Regions from separate parts of the Mus musculus genome. Here all the other regions are linked to region 2. A link is a contact called in public promoter capture Hi-C data. All regions are on one chromosome and are shown on one strand. The core of a region is the stretch at or near the end of the contact, and the rest is flanking DNA. Distances in the headings are between cores, read along the strand shown.

The links. Capture Hi-C pulls out chosen DNA fragments and counts their contacts.
Region 1: a promoter capture Hi-C map of liver shows a contact between it and region 2. The contact joins two enhancer-like sites. A contact is called at or near these places in 4 of 39 promoter capture datasets (the C10 cell line, the HPC-7 cell line, liver and 1 more), 1 of 15 datasets of contacts at CTCF or cohesin (large pre-B cells), 8 of 484 Hi-C or Micro-C datasets (CD8 T cells, Th17 cells, bone marrow-derived macrophages and 4 more), 4 of 115 datasets of contacts at active chromatin or transcription factors (the HPC-7 cell line, large pre-B cells, microglia and 1 more) and 4 of 9 other capture datasets (adipose tissue, embryonic stem cells, liver and 1 more).
Region 3: a promoter capture Hi-C map of adipose tissue shows a contact between it and region 2. The contact joins two enhancer-like sites. A contact is called at or near these places in 2 of 484 Hi-C or Micro-C datasets (female germline stem cell-derived STRA8 germ cells and nephron progenitors), 2 of 115 datasets of contacts at active chromatin or transcription factors (the HPC-7 cell line and embryonic stem cells) and 3 of 9 other capture datasets (adipose tissue, liver and pancreatic islet).

The regions. Positions count from the first base shown.
Region 1 is chr1:87,771,444-87,776,113 of GRCm38.p6, reverse strand. Atg16l1 (autophagy related 16-like 1 (S. cerevisiae)) reads right to left here. Exons shown (of 18, transcript NM_029846.4): 6 at 4,657-4,670; 7 at 1,883-1,969; 8 at 1,245-1,301; 9 at 255-357. Among named protein-coding and RNA genes, the nearest start is that of Atg16l1, 18 kb to the right of the region's middle. Within about 2 kb of position 2,628, at least 19 of the 459 cell types and tissues checked have an H3K27ac peak or open chromatin away from gene starts, as enhancers often do. A contact at or near this core is called in adipose tissue and liver, where this site is marked.
Region 2 is chr1:87,876,921-87,881,695 of GRCm38.p6, reverse strand. Dgkd (diacylglycerol kinase, delta) reads right to left here. Exons shown (of 30, transcript NM_177646.3): 2 at 1,218-1,328. Among named protein-coding and RNA genes, the nearest start is that of Gm19582, 25 kb to the right of the region's middle. Within about 2 kb of position 1,770, at least 145 of the 459 cell types and tissues checked have an H3K27ac peak or open chromatin away from gene starts, as enhancers often do. A contact at or near this core is called in the HPC-7 cell line, adipose tissue and liver, where this site is marked.
Region 3 is chr1:87,958,582-87,963,217 of GRCm38.p6, reverse strand. Usp40 (ubiquitin specific peptidase 40) reads left to right here. Exons shown (of 32, transcript NM_001198573.1): 23 at 730-794; 24 at 3,355-3,429. Among named protein-coding and RNA genes, the nearest start is that of Usp40, 48 kb to the left of the region's middle. Within about 2 kb of position 2,322, at least 104 of the 459 cell types and tissues checked have an H3K27ac peak or open chromatin away from gene starts, as enhancers often do. A contact at or near this core is called in the HPC-7 cell line and adipose tissue, where this site is marked.

The sequences.
Region 1 (4,670 bases), core at 1,379-3,878, 110 kb after region 2:
TCCCTAGTTCTCTCTTGCCCCGCTGCTCAAATCACCAATCCTCTTAGCCACTTGCCTGCTCCAGAGGATGTCCCTAACAAACTCTGTGTGCTGAAACTAAGCACAACATACCTTAATTCCCCACAGGTCACAAAGCCAGCAGGTCTAAATAAGTCAGCAATGGAAAGCCTAGATGTAGCTCTCAAAGGACCAGTTAGTTCCAGATCCTGCTACCATCCCAGACTCAGAGGGGACTGAGTACAAAGCATACTTACGAAGACATACGAGGCAGTAGTTGGGACTCTCACATCTTTACCAGAAGCAGGATGAGTGTCCATGATATCCTGGGGGACTGGGATGGAAGAGACAGAGCGTCTCCTAAGGAATAACACAAAGGCAGACATTATACAAAACTGCACAGGATCAGTATCCATGAGATTGCCAGAAAAGCCTCAATGATGACCTCGTTTAAGCAGTGTGCCCGTGCTAATAGCTGTTGTCTTTCTAGACCCTCCAAAATTCAGGGTTCATACCATCTCACTCAAATGACAAGAAAGAGTTAGCCATACCTTACTTCTTGTTTGCTAACTCATGGGCTCCAAAACCCAGCACTGAAGCAGTCTCAAATGAAAGCTGCTTCCCTGTCAGTCAACTGTGGGAAAACCGTCTCGACCTAACACACTAGCTAGCTTAGAGGCGAACTCCTGGCACTTTGAAATACTGTTTTACGCTTACGATTTCCATGCCTATTTACAACCACCCTCAGTTTTTACACTGTGGTCAAGGCAAAGTCAAAGGCATGCTAAGAGAAGAGCATCAAGAGCGCAATGACTGCATGGAGCCCAACCTGACTGCCCAGCTCCAGGGCTCCAGCATTCATTCCTAGGAGCATGCAAAGCATCCTGGTTAGCATGTGGACATCGATGATTGCGGGCAGCACAGCGTGATCAGCACGATTATCAATAACCCACACTCACATGCTGGGCTGAGAGGGTAATATTTTCACCTGGCAGCATCAGAAGAATGATGTCCCAAAAGGGGAGATTCGGACAGACTAAAGGGAAAGGCCATAGATCAGCTCGCAGCAAGATAAAAAGAAAGGAAGTTGCAGAAAGAGGAAGAAGCTAAACGACAAGCTGAATTAAGGCATCCTTGTTCTTGGAACCACTGAAATTCTGGTGTACATTAAAAATAATACATCACATACATATGCTTAGGAATATTTACACATTTTCAAAAGGAAAGGTGAAGGTCTTCTAACCTACCCAAAGATATTAGTGATAGAATCCAGAAGGCCTCCAGCAGGCTGCGAGAGTCGCTTACTAAAGAGGAGGGGAGGATAGGTTTAAACCTTAGAAACATTTTGCCCCAAATCAAAACAGCCCCTAAAAATAAGTACCTGGGAATACACTTTCCATTCCCAAATCCCAGCCAAGACAAACTCAACACAGCATTTGAACCACCAGGAAATAGTAAGGAGGGAGAAGGAAAACCCAGCCTACTGTCTTAAAGAAACAAAAGGCTCTCAGGATTAACCTGATCTTCCTGCAAATGACAAGGAATCTGTCTAACATACCTAAACACTTCTGGGTACTCATGGTAAATCCAATGCATTCTTTCAGCTCTACTTTAACAAGACCCTAAGTATCTGTCCTTGTGTCCTAGGCTCTCATCACTATGTATAATAAAGTTTAACGGTTCACTCATCTCTCAGAAGGCCATTGTACCTGTTTGTGTTAGAAATGTTAGGCCACTGGTACCCTGTCTCCCTTCCACTCTCCTCTCTGTGGGGTGGACAGGGCGTGGGGGCTCTGGGTACATATGACTAGGTTCTCATGTCCACAAATGAGCAGTCACAGTGATGCTGGCGCTTGCCTTTCGCCCACCCAGCCAGTCCACTCACGTAGCTGCTCTGCTGACAGCTCGGACGGGAGAGGTCTCTTCTGTGTGGTCTGAGGTCTCATCCACAATGACTTCAATGTCATCATCCCTGGAAAGAAATGAAAGAGCATCTGTCATTGTGCCAAACAGGAGGTGTGCAAAGGCCAGTACCACATTCTATTGATGGATTCTCTCTGGAGACTTGGTTGCAAAGTGATGGTGAAGAAGAAAAGGGAACTCCACGATGTGAGAAACTAACGGTTGTACCTACTCAAAACCAACAGTGCCAAATGAGAATAAAGAATTTCCCAAAGCAAAACCTAAACGTGTGTGCTTCTGATGGCTAGAGTCTGCACACTTCCTGTGATACCCATGCTCCTTTATCCCAGCGGATGCCAGGCACCTCTGGAATTCCTCTCCCTACATATTCTTGTAGGTCAATTCTTTCCTGATGGTATGGGAGGCAAGCAATTATTTTGATATTAATGATCACTTGTGTTGCAATCTTCATGAGCAAAATAGCTTAATAAATTAAGAGATCACCACCACTTCCTGTTTGGAGGCTTAGGAATGTGAAGGCTAGATTTGTTTTTCCTTTCAGTGACTGTCTGGATAATGAGCATATATACTTAAGAACCTGTTACACCAAGGCCAAGTAAATTGATTTTTCCCTTATTTACTCTAGGATTACACAGAACTGCCTCACACTCTTGGCTGGGGTAGAGAAGAGAATAAAGAACATGGCTGTGCCTGGTTTCCTACTTGGCTGGCTTTCCTAGACCTAGAGTTTGAGAGTCAAAGGAGAAAGACGGCAAGAGGAGCTGAGTCTACAGTCATGCTCTGATGGGGTTTCAACACCCCAGAAAATACCAGGACCTGCCAAGTCATCACCTCTAGCCCAAAACGTGCATGTTTCCAACCCACACTGGCACAGCCCTGAGGAGCACACAGACTAGGGAAGCCTCTTTAGCAGGCCCTCCCAGATTTGCATTTCAGCACAAGCTCTCTATGTGGAGTCCTGGGCAGGATGCTGGATCCTTTTCATCTAGTCACCTGGTTACATTGGCAAACAAGAGGCAAGACATGACACTACCTTTTTTTCTTGTTTTTCTTTTTAAAGTAACCAAATCTCATTTTTAGGCAACCTGTGGGAAGCCACATGTGCCGTTGCAGAGTGGCACTGACTACTGCTGGCCACCACGCATAAGTTTGGACAAACAACCAATGTGTACATATGCAGTAAAGTTTTTTGCAAAGACACTGCCTGGCCCGGGCATGATAATGAGGTTCTGTAAGGTACTGAGAGTATAACCAATCAGATGTGAGACATGCAAATGAGGTATGATAATGAGGTTCTGTAAGCTACTGAGAGAGTAACCAATCAGATGTGAGACATGCAAATGAGGTATGATAATGAGGTTCTGTGAGGTACTGAGAGAGAGTAGCCAATCAGATGAGGAACATGCAAATGAGGCGTAGTACATAACCAATCCGGGTGTAAGACACGCCTCTCCTAGGCCTATAAAAGCAGCACCAGTTCTGGGCTCGGGGTCTTTTCGCCTCTACAATCAAGCTCTCCCAATAAATGTGTGCAGAAGGATCCTGTTGCAGCGTTGTTCTTCCTGGCCAATCGAGCACGCGCAAGAGCAACCCATTTATTTACTTTGTGGGTATGAAAAAATACACCAAGACCAGTTTTCTCCATTGAGGTCAGGAGACACACACATTCATGTTCTCTCCTTCTAGAGCAAAGGTTTAGCAGAACAACTTTCATTTCTTCAAGGAGGGGGTGTATGGGTGGACAGCTCGGGTTTAAACCACTCCTCTTCACTTAAAAGAAAGCAATAAAAATTCTATTTTTTAAAAATGTAAGTTTACTTATGTATGTTTAGCCTGCATGTATGTATGTAGGAGGTCAGAAGAGGGCACTGGGTCTTATAGCTGGAGATAGAGAGATGGCTGTGAGCCACCATGTGGGCACTCAGCAAGAACAAGCATTTTAAACTGCTGAGACCTCTCAGCCCAGGAGCCAATACACGTTTACGTAACAGTAGGTCTGAAGCTAAGATATTCCAGCAGAAAACCCATCCTGAATCAGAGCAGAGAGGACGATTACTGAAACACCCACCACTTAACAGACCTTCCAGTGCCAGGCTCTCCATCTTCATTAGCAGGTGGACTAGGGAGAGCTGATTCAATTTCATTTCTTTTTGCAGAGATCACTGACCTCACTTATGCTTAAAAAAACTGGACAAACTTCCACTAAGGTGACAGACCAAGAGAGTAAGAGACTGATAGCACAGCACAGATTACATGATCATGTAATCATCTGATAAGAGAAAGGCCAATGATCCGAGTGTCCACAGAAACCGTAAGGCGGCTCTGTGTGCAGGAAGTTAGTCATGAACAGCTGACTGCTGTCAACAAGGAAAATTTCTTAGAAAGTAATTTGGGGAAATATCCAAAAGTCCTAAGCCAACACATATTACTTTAAAATTTTATCCCAAGTAACTGATTTTAAATACTGTCAAAGACCATGTTCAGTACATTATTTCTAAGTGCAGCAAGAAGCCACCAGAGTGAAATTAACTGAAATGGCCATGTGCTGACTGCCTGTTCAGTGGTGATAATATATTTTTCTTTTCTGCCTTTAATATTTTAACTTTGAGCTGTGGCTGTAGTTCCAATCCCTAAAACCTCCCCATAGTAAAATAAAATATCTTTTTAGCTTTTAAAGAAATAAAACCATAAAAAAATCATTAAGAACATAGACCTGAGTAATTTCTCTATACTCACTGTTCAACAGGTAG
Region 2 (4,775 bases), core at 521-3,020:
TGCCTGCCTCTCCCAAAGAGCATGGATCACAGGTAGTCTGTGGCTTTCACTCCAGAGTTCATTAGTGGGTATGTATACCAATGCTGACCTTTCTTTCTTGTGCTTCCAGATTAGGTATGAGACAGCCAGTCAGGATCCAGAGTTAGAGGATCCCTCTGGTTTGGGTTTCTCCAGCAAAATAATTGGAAAAAAGTTCCAACTAAAACAAATACTATAGGGACAAGAGACAGACCCCATGAGAATAACCCATACCACCATAAAGAAAGCCAAGGAATAGAGCATGAGGAATTCAGTCCTGCAGAGTCCAGCCAGTTCTAGGGGCTGCCTCTATTCCTCTCCCCACTAACGTCCAAGCCACAGCCCCTACCTCCAGTTTATTTCACTGTGCCCTCTATTCTAAGATGACTCTATCTGGAATCCCTGAAAGAAAGACTAACAACTAAGAAAACCTTCCCCACCCCCACCAATAGGACTAAAATAGCCATGGCTGTGGTGAGAACCCTTCTAGCCATGCTGCCTTGCTCCATTCCTCATTTCAGCACACTAACTCTCTAGGGATGCTTATCATTCCAGACTTTTCTTTTTGCCCGAGTATTAGAACTGCCACCAACACTGAGCCATGTTAGGCCTTCCAGCCTGCACACTGGGGTTTGAAGTTGACAGCAACATCCCAGCTGCTCCTCTGACACCTGCCTAAGGAGTCCAGCTTTGAGTCTTAACAGGGCAGGAACTCACCACCCAGGGCCAGCAGCTGGGAAGCCTAGAGATAAAGACCTACATATTTTTGTTCACACACTAAGATGCCCGATGACCAGAGTAGCTCTTAGCCCATAAAAAAGATTCACGAGCCTGTGGTTCCCATCTTTCTGAAAGGAAGCTAACTGTAATAGAGTTAGTTATGTGACCATTTTTCCATTTTCAGAGAAAGGGGAAAGGAACAGAAATAATTTTTATGAAAAATAAAGCATGCTTAGTGACAAATAAAATCTGACACCTACTATTTATTACAAGCCAGATGAGATGGGGCTATAGTTCAGTGGTAGACTGTGAATACCACATCCAAGGCTCTGTGTTCAATTCCAACATGACCAAAACGAACAGACGAACAAACAACAAACAACCCTACCAGGAAATAACTGGTATGCAAGTATTTATCCTGTGCATGAGTACTGAGCTCCTAATGAGGCTCCTGAGGAGGTCCTCTAACAGTGCCTCACCTTTGCAGTTTTAGCATAGTAAAGTGTTCGCCCTCGAAGCTTAAAGTACCTCCTCTTGGATCGCTGGAACGAGTTGTTCTGTTTGGTCAGCATGCCTTCTTTGAGGATGGTCTGAAAGCACAAAAGCACACTGTGAGCTGCATTTCTGAGGTGCCCATTGCCCTGAAACAGCCTGTTGTGACTGATGAACAAGGTTGTGCCCCTAAGGGGCCAAGCAGCCTACCAGAAGAACAGTTCTTGTTCTCTCACAGACCTTGACCTCAACACTGGCCATATAAGCACTGTGCTGCCAAGGGAGAAGCAAGGGGTATACCATTTCTCTAACAGAACAGGCCTTAGAGACTCAAGGTGTTTCCTAACTATGCCCAACAGATTAGCAAAGGAGAAACTGAGGTTCGAGGGACTCCAGGAAGTAGCAGCTGGGGGACAACAAAGACCAGTGCATTCTCCAGCTTCAGCATTTGGTAATTTTCAGCTATTCTTGGCCCTGCCTTCGTGTTCTCTGGCCTCCTGCCATTTCTCAGGATCTTGTTGCCAAAACTGTTCACGTTCACTGCTCTGAGTTTCAGTGTGGCTCTAGGCCTGTGTTCTACTCAGCCCTGTGCATGGTTCTGAGGTCAACATAGGCATCTGACACTCATCTCTGTCCTCTCTATTCCCCACTCCCCCACCCCCATGATACTGACAAGCCCATTATACTACAGGAAATATTCCCTTCTCCCTAGAGAACTTCCCCTGCTCAGATAACAGCAAGTCAGAGCATGGTCCCATGTACTTGGCTCCCAGTGAACACTGATCCTAACTTACTACATGAAAATCAAACACTCAAGGAATGGCAAGATGCCCTGAACCACTCAGAGTCAGCAATGCAGTCAACACTAATAACAGGCCTGGTATAGCTCAGTATAGAATGTTTGTCTAGCACACTCAAGGCCCAGGGTTCCATCCCCAGCACTGCAAAGAAAAAAAAAAAAAAATAACAACAATAAATAATGTCCAGAAGAATAAGAACTCAACTCCATATTCAGCACTTTCCTTATACTACAGTTATACAGCTTTGCCCTGTAAACAACTTTTGAAATAGTGTATGTATGAAGCACCTAGACATCTGAATTTTTTTTTTAAGTTTTTCGAGGCAGGGGTTTTCTTGGTTTTTCGGGACAGGGTTTCTGTGTAGCCCTGGCTGTCTTGGAACTTGCTCTGTACACTAGACTGCCCTGAAACTCATAAAATCCACCTGTCTCTGCCTCCCAAGTGCTGGGATTAAAAGCATGCACCACCACCACCACCTGGCATTTAAGGATACTTTAAACTTCCTAACATAAAACCAGAGTAAACAAGACACAGAAACCTTGGGTCATCCAATCGTGCCAAAATAAAAAGACAGCACACTGTATAACTAAGTTTCCACCATCCTGTATCTCAGGGAAGAAAGATAGAGAGAGAGAAAAATATTAAACCAAACCCCAGCTCCTTCACTCCTTAAACACACAAAACCAGGTTTGGGGTCCACAGACCAGCAGAGCACAGGCCATTATATGGTGCCTGAGATTTCCTCTCCTCCTTCTGACACAAGGCATCTTCCTTAGGCACCTTCTAACCAGCCAGGCGGGGTGCACGTGCTCACATTTATTCACAGGCTCACTAGAATGTACTCTGTGGATCCTACCTGGTACTATACCAGCTGCCCTCTTGAGAATTTACCTTCACCTCTTACTTCTGAAAGCACCACTTAGCCTATTTCCAGGCAGTTAAAAAATATCAAGGGAAACATAGCATGATGCCACAAACCAAGGAAGAAGCACATCCAGCTACTGCCACTACAGCAAAACAAGGACCTAAGGCCAGGACACAATCCAATCTGCAGTATGGAGGAGCTAGAACCAGCTTTGATTCTGAGTGCCCTTTCCAGTTCCAAGCTTGCATGGATGGCATTCCTGTTAAATACATCTGTACATAACCATCCACGCATGCCTGAAGCACACACAGAGACCCTCTCCTGTGGACATTAAAGGACTCACTTAGAGCCCTCCTCACCCCAACTCAGCTTCCTTACCTTGGAAGGGGAAGAAATTGCTTCCATTTCTTTCCTAAGTACAAATTTTAAAATAAAAATAAGGCCACAAAACCAACAGGTCAACCCAGAAAAGTTACAAATTATCATTAAAGAAGAGATACAAAAGTATTTTTGTATCTGCTGCTAGTTTTTCTTACAAAAGAGGAAAAAAAGCAAAATTAAAACACAATCTACGCCATCACCCATATACACAGACAAGCACACACAGTCACAAAAATATGTTTCAGTAAGTAGACCAGAGCCTGCAAGCCTGGGCTGCCCAAAGAGACCTGCTGTTCTATTTATAGAACAAGCATGCTCAGAAGGAGACCCTGGTGGGTTTGCAGCGGAAAAGGATGGAGAAAGATAAAAACCAGTTATTTCTTTGAAGCTTTCTCAGAAACAGCATTTGTCTTCTGATTCGCACTCTGAGTACTACAGATATGCTACAGGATATTTTTAAAAACTCGGTCTAAGACAATTAACTTTTAAAAGTGGTCAAGAAAACTGCACCCTGAAACCACATGCTAGATTTTGCAAAGGAAGCCTGCAAGAGGCACCAGAAGAAAATGCTGCTTGCCGGGCAGACCCTCCCCACCAGAGAGGCAGCGAGAGTCAGGGACAGGCACAGGGAGGGGATTCAGCAATGTATTCTCTTTCCTGCCTCTCTTCTTCAAACACAGACATAGAGCAGGCAATAGCGCGGACAACAGTTCAGGCCGCAGAGCAAAGAGGTATACAATAGGGTGTGAGGGCATAGGGTACAGGTGTGTATGTGCAAGGTCTCTCTGCAGAAATATTTAAGGAGGTCAGAGCACATGAGCCTGAGTTACTCAGTTGTTCCTTAGTGTACATACAGACAGAATCCAACAGGAGAGACAAAGTGGACATCACTGCTTGGCTGTTGTTGCATAGGTCACATGGCCCACATCAGGGAGAGAAGACTCAGAAGCTCACTTTAAAAATATGAGATGGGGGCTAGAGAGATGGCTCAGAAGTTAAGAGCAGGTACTGTTCTTGCAGAAGACCAAAGTTTAGTTCCCAGTATCCACATCAGGCAGCTCACAAATGACTGGGATATCAGATGTCTCTGGCCTCCAGGGGCACCTCATTCAATGCAGGTGTGTGTGCGCACACACACAATTAAAAATTTTAAATATACATATACATGCATGCATGCATACATACATACATACATACATACATACATACATATGAGTCAGGCAGAGGAAGAAAGTAAAAGAGGGTATCTGGAAAGAATGACCAGTTAGTAAAGTGGCTGCAGCATAATACAAGGACCCAAGTTCAAACCACACAGCCCACGTAAAAAGTCTGAAGTGGTGGTTCACATTTGCAATAGAAACACTAGGGAAAGGTAAAGACTGGGTGATTCCCCCAGAGCTCCTGGCCAGCCAAATTAGCCTAATCTGTGAAGCTCAGGTCCTAGTGAGGGATGCCTGAGGCACAATATCCAAGGTTGTCTTCTGGCTTCCTTGTACACA
Region 3 (4,636 bases), core at 1,073-3,572, 81 kb before region 2:
ACAAAAATTTTTTTAAAAAGCATCTGTCATTTTAACAGGGTAGTCAGTCTACTGAAAAACAAGACTCTAATCAAACTCTAAGTCAAAATGTGTTTAACTCACACCCACTTCATGAACATGCCTCTCAGGAAGTACTGTCTACTTTTGTTAGATTAATTGCTAAGTCCTTGAAAACCCTAGAAATTTCTCAGGTGCGGTAGCAAAATCAAATTCAATTTCCTAGAGCTTTTAGAAGAGATTCTATACTTAGAAGTGTGTGTGTTTGTGTGTGTGTGCACGCGTGCGTGCGTGCGTGCGTGTGTGCGTGCGTGTGTGTGTGTGTGTGTGTTATGTGTAATCTCGTATACATGTTACAAAGCTACCAAGTAACCGGTGTAGCATAGCAGCACGTGCACTATGGTTGCATGTTCTTTTCAGTTGTGCTCAGCTAGGCTGTGTGTGTGGACTCAGGAGCTTGCTCAAAACAGGTAGGTATTGCTCCTGGGCTACATCCCCAGTGAGTATATGGTTTTGCTTCACAAGTTTTTGCTGGGAAAAAAGCAAACTAAACAGATTGAAGAACCAACTTAATATTTTTCATATTGTGGAGGACATAATTTTCAGACAGAAATGACCGTGTGCTACTAGATGGAGCCTCACTTCATACCTGTGTCTCTAGGAGTTGGTTCCTGGCAAACTCTTATAGTGTCTTCTCTAGTGTTCTTCATCTTGCTGCTAATTCCTTCCTAGGAGAGATTTGGCACTTAAGGAAAATGGATTGGTGCTATGAAGCTGGTGAACCTTTATGTGAAGAGGTAAGAGCCTTTCTCTACGTTTTCCAAATATTTTACCTTATTACTATATTGTGTGTGTGATGGGGAGGGGGAACATGCCACATGTGCCTAGCAGGCATGTGGTGTCTAAAGGACAACTTCATGCAGTCAGTTCTCTCATTCTGCCTTTATGTTGTGGGTCCAAGTTCTCCTGGCTTGGTAGCAAGCTCCCCTACCCACTGAGCCATCTTGCCAGCCCATCCCTTCTACATTTTACTCTTAAAAAATGGTTAAGCTTATTCCATAGTTTCATACACAATTCCCTCTTCCCATTGTAGGAGCAATTCTAAAATAAAGAAAAGTTTTATTCTTTCTTAGCATACAAAAAAACTCTATAAATGTGTCTATTTATGTTCACTTTTTCCCACTGGTTTTCTGATAAATGGCAAGTGTGGGCTAGGTAGGAACAGTCTGACATGAGTGGCAAACCCCTCTGGTGGGCAGGAAAGCTTGAGTAGTAGTTCAACAAGCAGAGAATTTCAGAGAGCAGATGGCACAAGGATGCCGGAAAGCTTTTGAAGACATTTGAACTCCAACCTCCAAATACTTTGATCACAAATGTTTCTGTAAGTAAATGTCTCTACATGGTCCAGCAGCAGGAAAGATTCTGTCTAAGCAGTTGGAATCCATGTAGTCTGTTGGTTGGTCTTAAATTGCATCAGACCTCCTTATCTACACTCAGCAGGTAGCCAAATGAAGCTCTGGCATCTTAGATAGCTGTGGTCAGCACTCTTCCCCGCCTACATTCCTGCTGTCTTGGAGTCAGCACACTGGCCCTGTGTGCCTTCCCCCTGTCTGTCTAGGGATCAGCAGTGGTTTATGTTTTTAAAAAGGCACAACTGGGCTTGCACTGAGACACTTTACCAGTCAGTAAAGTCCACTGAGCACCCAAGAGAGTAAGAAGCAGGTCTCAGAGAATTCTGAGGTGTTAAAATTAGGTAGCCTCTTAGTAGTCTGTGGGTCCGAGTTCTACCCCACAGTTGGGGTCTGTAAATACCACTCCGGCAGACAAAACAGGAGGGAACTAGGCTACATTGGGGGAAGCAGAAGGCAGAAGGCAGCTTAAGATGTGGGGCCCAAGTGAGAAACAGCACAGGCTGAGGTGAAGAAGGCAGGGTTTCACAAACTCCCAGTGTCCAGTCACCACTAGGAACCATATAGAGTTGGGAATGAGGGGGCCACCCAGGCTGGCCATGGGAGTGGGGAAAACTCCAGCTTAGCTCAGGGGTGAGTTTTGTGTCCGAAGGGCAGAAGGAGCCTTCTGCAGGAGACTTAAGCAGCATGGTTCTGTATGATGAAGGCTTCCCCCACAGCAGTTCTTGATGAGAGAGGCAGTCTTTTTCCAAACTGTTTATTCATTGTTCATCTTGGAAAATTGGTCCCTATGACTTAGTCAGGGTGGGCCAGAGATTAAAGGGGGTGTCTGGGAGGGGAAGCTTATTGGCTGGCCCATCTAGATAACTCATTAGCATGGAGAACTCTGTTCTGTGCTAAGTGACTAGTGGTCACAATCCTCATGTGCGGTGTCACGGTCACATGTTCCAGTACAGTAGCCAGGTTTGAGAGTAAATGGCGTGTATACCATTCTCAGATACGAGAAGTAAGGATTTCTGAATCTGCTCAACCATTCCAATTTTTGTCTGGTGACACAACTTGCCCCACAACTGTCTGTTTTTCCAGAGACAGGCTATTACAACAAACTGATGCTGGCCTCAGACTTCCTCCCTCCTGTCTCTGCCTTTCAAGTGCTGGGATTACAGGCATCCACCACCATGCCTGGGTATTTTCTTCATAATCAGTCCCCAAATCAGTATTAGACAGTTCATCTCAAAGCTCATAGTTTTCAAAGCTGAAGTCCCTTTCAAACTTGGCAGTCTCTTCTTTGTCTTTCTTAGATTTGGTCCTGGCCTTTCTACTCTCCTTGCCCCTTTCTACTGCCAGAGTACCACGCACTGCTTGACCTTGAGAGCTGTTTCCTCTGAACTAAATTACTTCTCAGCTTTCCTGGCCTGGCAAGTGGTCCCCACATAGCCCCTCATACATAGCCCAAACCATCTTCAGTGGTCATTTCTGTCCTGCACCCCAGGCAGTGCTCACTCTCTGCCGTGCTTCACGTCCAGCTGCCTGCCACCCGATGCTGTGCACTCGGGCCTTCCTGCCTCTCAGCTCTTGACTGTTGTCAGCCCTGACTTTCCCTTTGTTCCTCTTTTTATCTCCACCCCCAACTCCTATCCCCTGACAAAGTTCTTTATCTTATTTCCTCTAGTTTCCAAACCCAGCCATTTTTTCCAAGAATCACTGACATCTTACATTCCACAAATTGTTGTCTCTTTCCTCAGATCCTTTGTGGCTCTTCTGTTCTGTGCCCATAGCTTAAGACATAATGGTATTCTGATTCATAGTCTTAGTTTTATCTCCTTTGTCTTCAGTGTCTGCTTGGTTGTTTATCTCTTGAGAAGATAATAGAAGTATAAAACTTTTAAAGATCCAATGGTCTCTTTGTTCATTTCAGAAGTGACAAAAAGAATTTCTGTGTTCCCAGGATGCAACACTGAAAGAGCTTATGATACGTTCTGGGGATACTTTGCTTTTAACTGAAGGGAAACTTCCTCCTCCGGTAAGATACTGTTTCTAAATGGCCGTTTTGTAAGTAAGTTACTGTTTTCTGATTACTATGATAATAGGGAATGAGAAAATATAGGCAGTCATTACAAAAAAAAAAAAAATAGACAGCTTTGCAAAAAAGCTTATCAGTCAAGCAGATTTCCTTCCTAATTTCTAAATAAAATTAAAATAGCTATACGTAAAATATAATTAAAATCATTATATATTATATATATATATATGTGATTAAATTAAAATTATATTTAAAATCAGTGATATAGAGAATGTTATGTCTTCCATTTTTATATTTAACTTATTTTTGAGACGGGTTTTCACTATATACTCTTGGCTGGCCTGGAACTTGCTGAATAGACCAGGCTGGCCTTGAACCCAAAGAAATCCACCCGCCTCTGCCTCCTGAGTGCTGGGCTTAAAAAGGGTCCACCATACCAGGCTTTATATTTAATATTTTAACCCCATCAGAAGTCCAGAAATTACCATTACATCAAAACTAATAATTTACTGCTCTTTAATTTCTTATATTTTCAGTATTATAAATTCATCTTGTTTTTAGTTTTTGTTTTTTTAAAATGTTTATTTTATTTATTTTTTGTGTATGGGTATTTGCCTGTATGTATGGCTGGATACCATGTGTGTGCCTATTACTCACAGAGGCTAGAAGAGAGCGCCAGATCTCCTGAAACTGGAGTTACAATTGTGGGCTGCTGTCAATGCTAACATTTTGTTTTATCTTTTTGCCTAAAAAATACTGATCCATAATTAGAATTTAGTACTTAAATTCTCTAAAGTAGGATTATTAAAAGGTAAATATGTTTTTAAAAGACCTTTTTAGTCTGTATTGTGTGTTTTCCTGACACATTCCAAATGACAGTCCTCTTAGAAAGTGAAAGGGCTCATTTTACTATGTCCTTGTGTGTCCGTGTGTGTGTGCGCGTGCGTGCGTGCATGCGTGTGCATGTGATGCACATTGGGGAGTGTTTGTATGTTTGTGGACACATGTGGGGGACATGTGTGTTCACATGCATATTGAAGCCTACAGTTGATGTCAGTTATTATCCTTTTCACTGTATATACTGAGGCATCATCTCTCATTGAACTTGAAGCTGGTCAATTCAGCTAGGCTGGCCAGTCAGCTTGTCAGGGGTGGCTTGTCTGTCTGCATAGGCGCTAGCGTCCAAACTCAAGTCAGACTTGCAGCA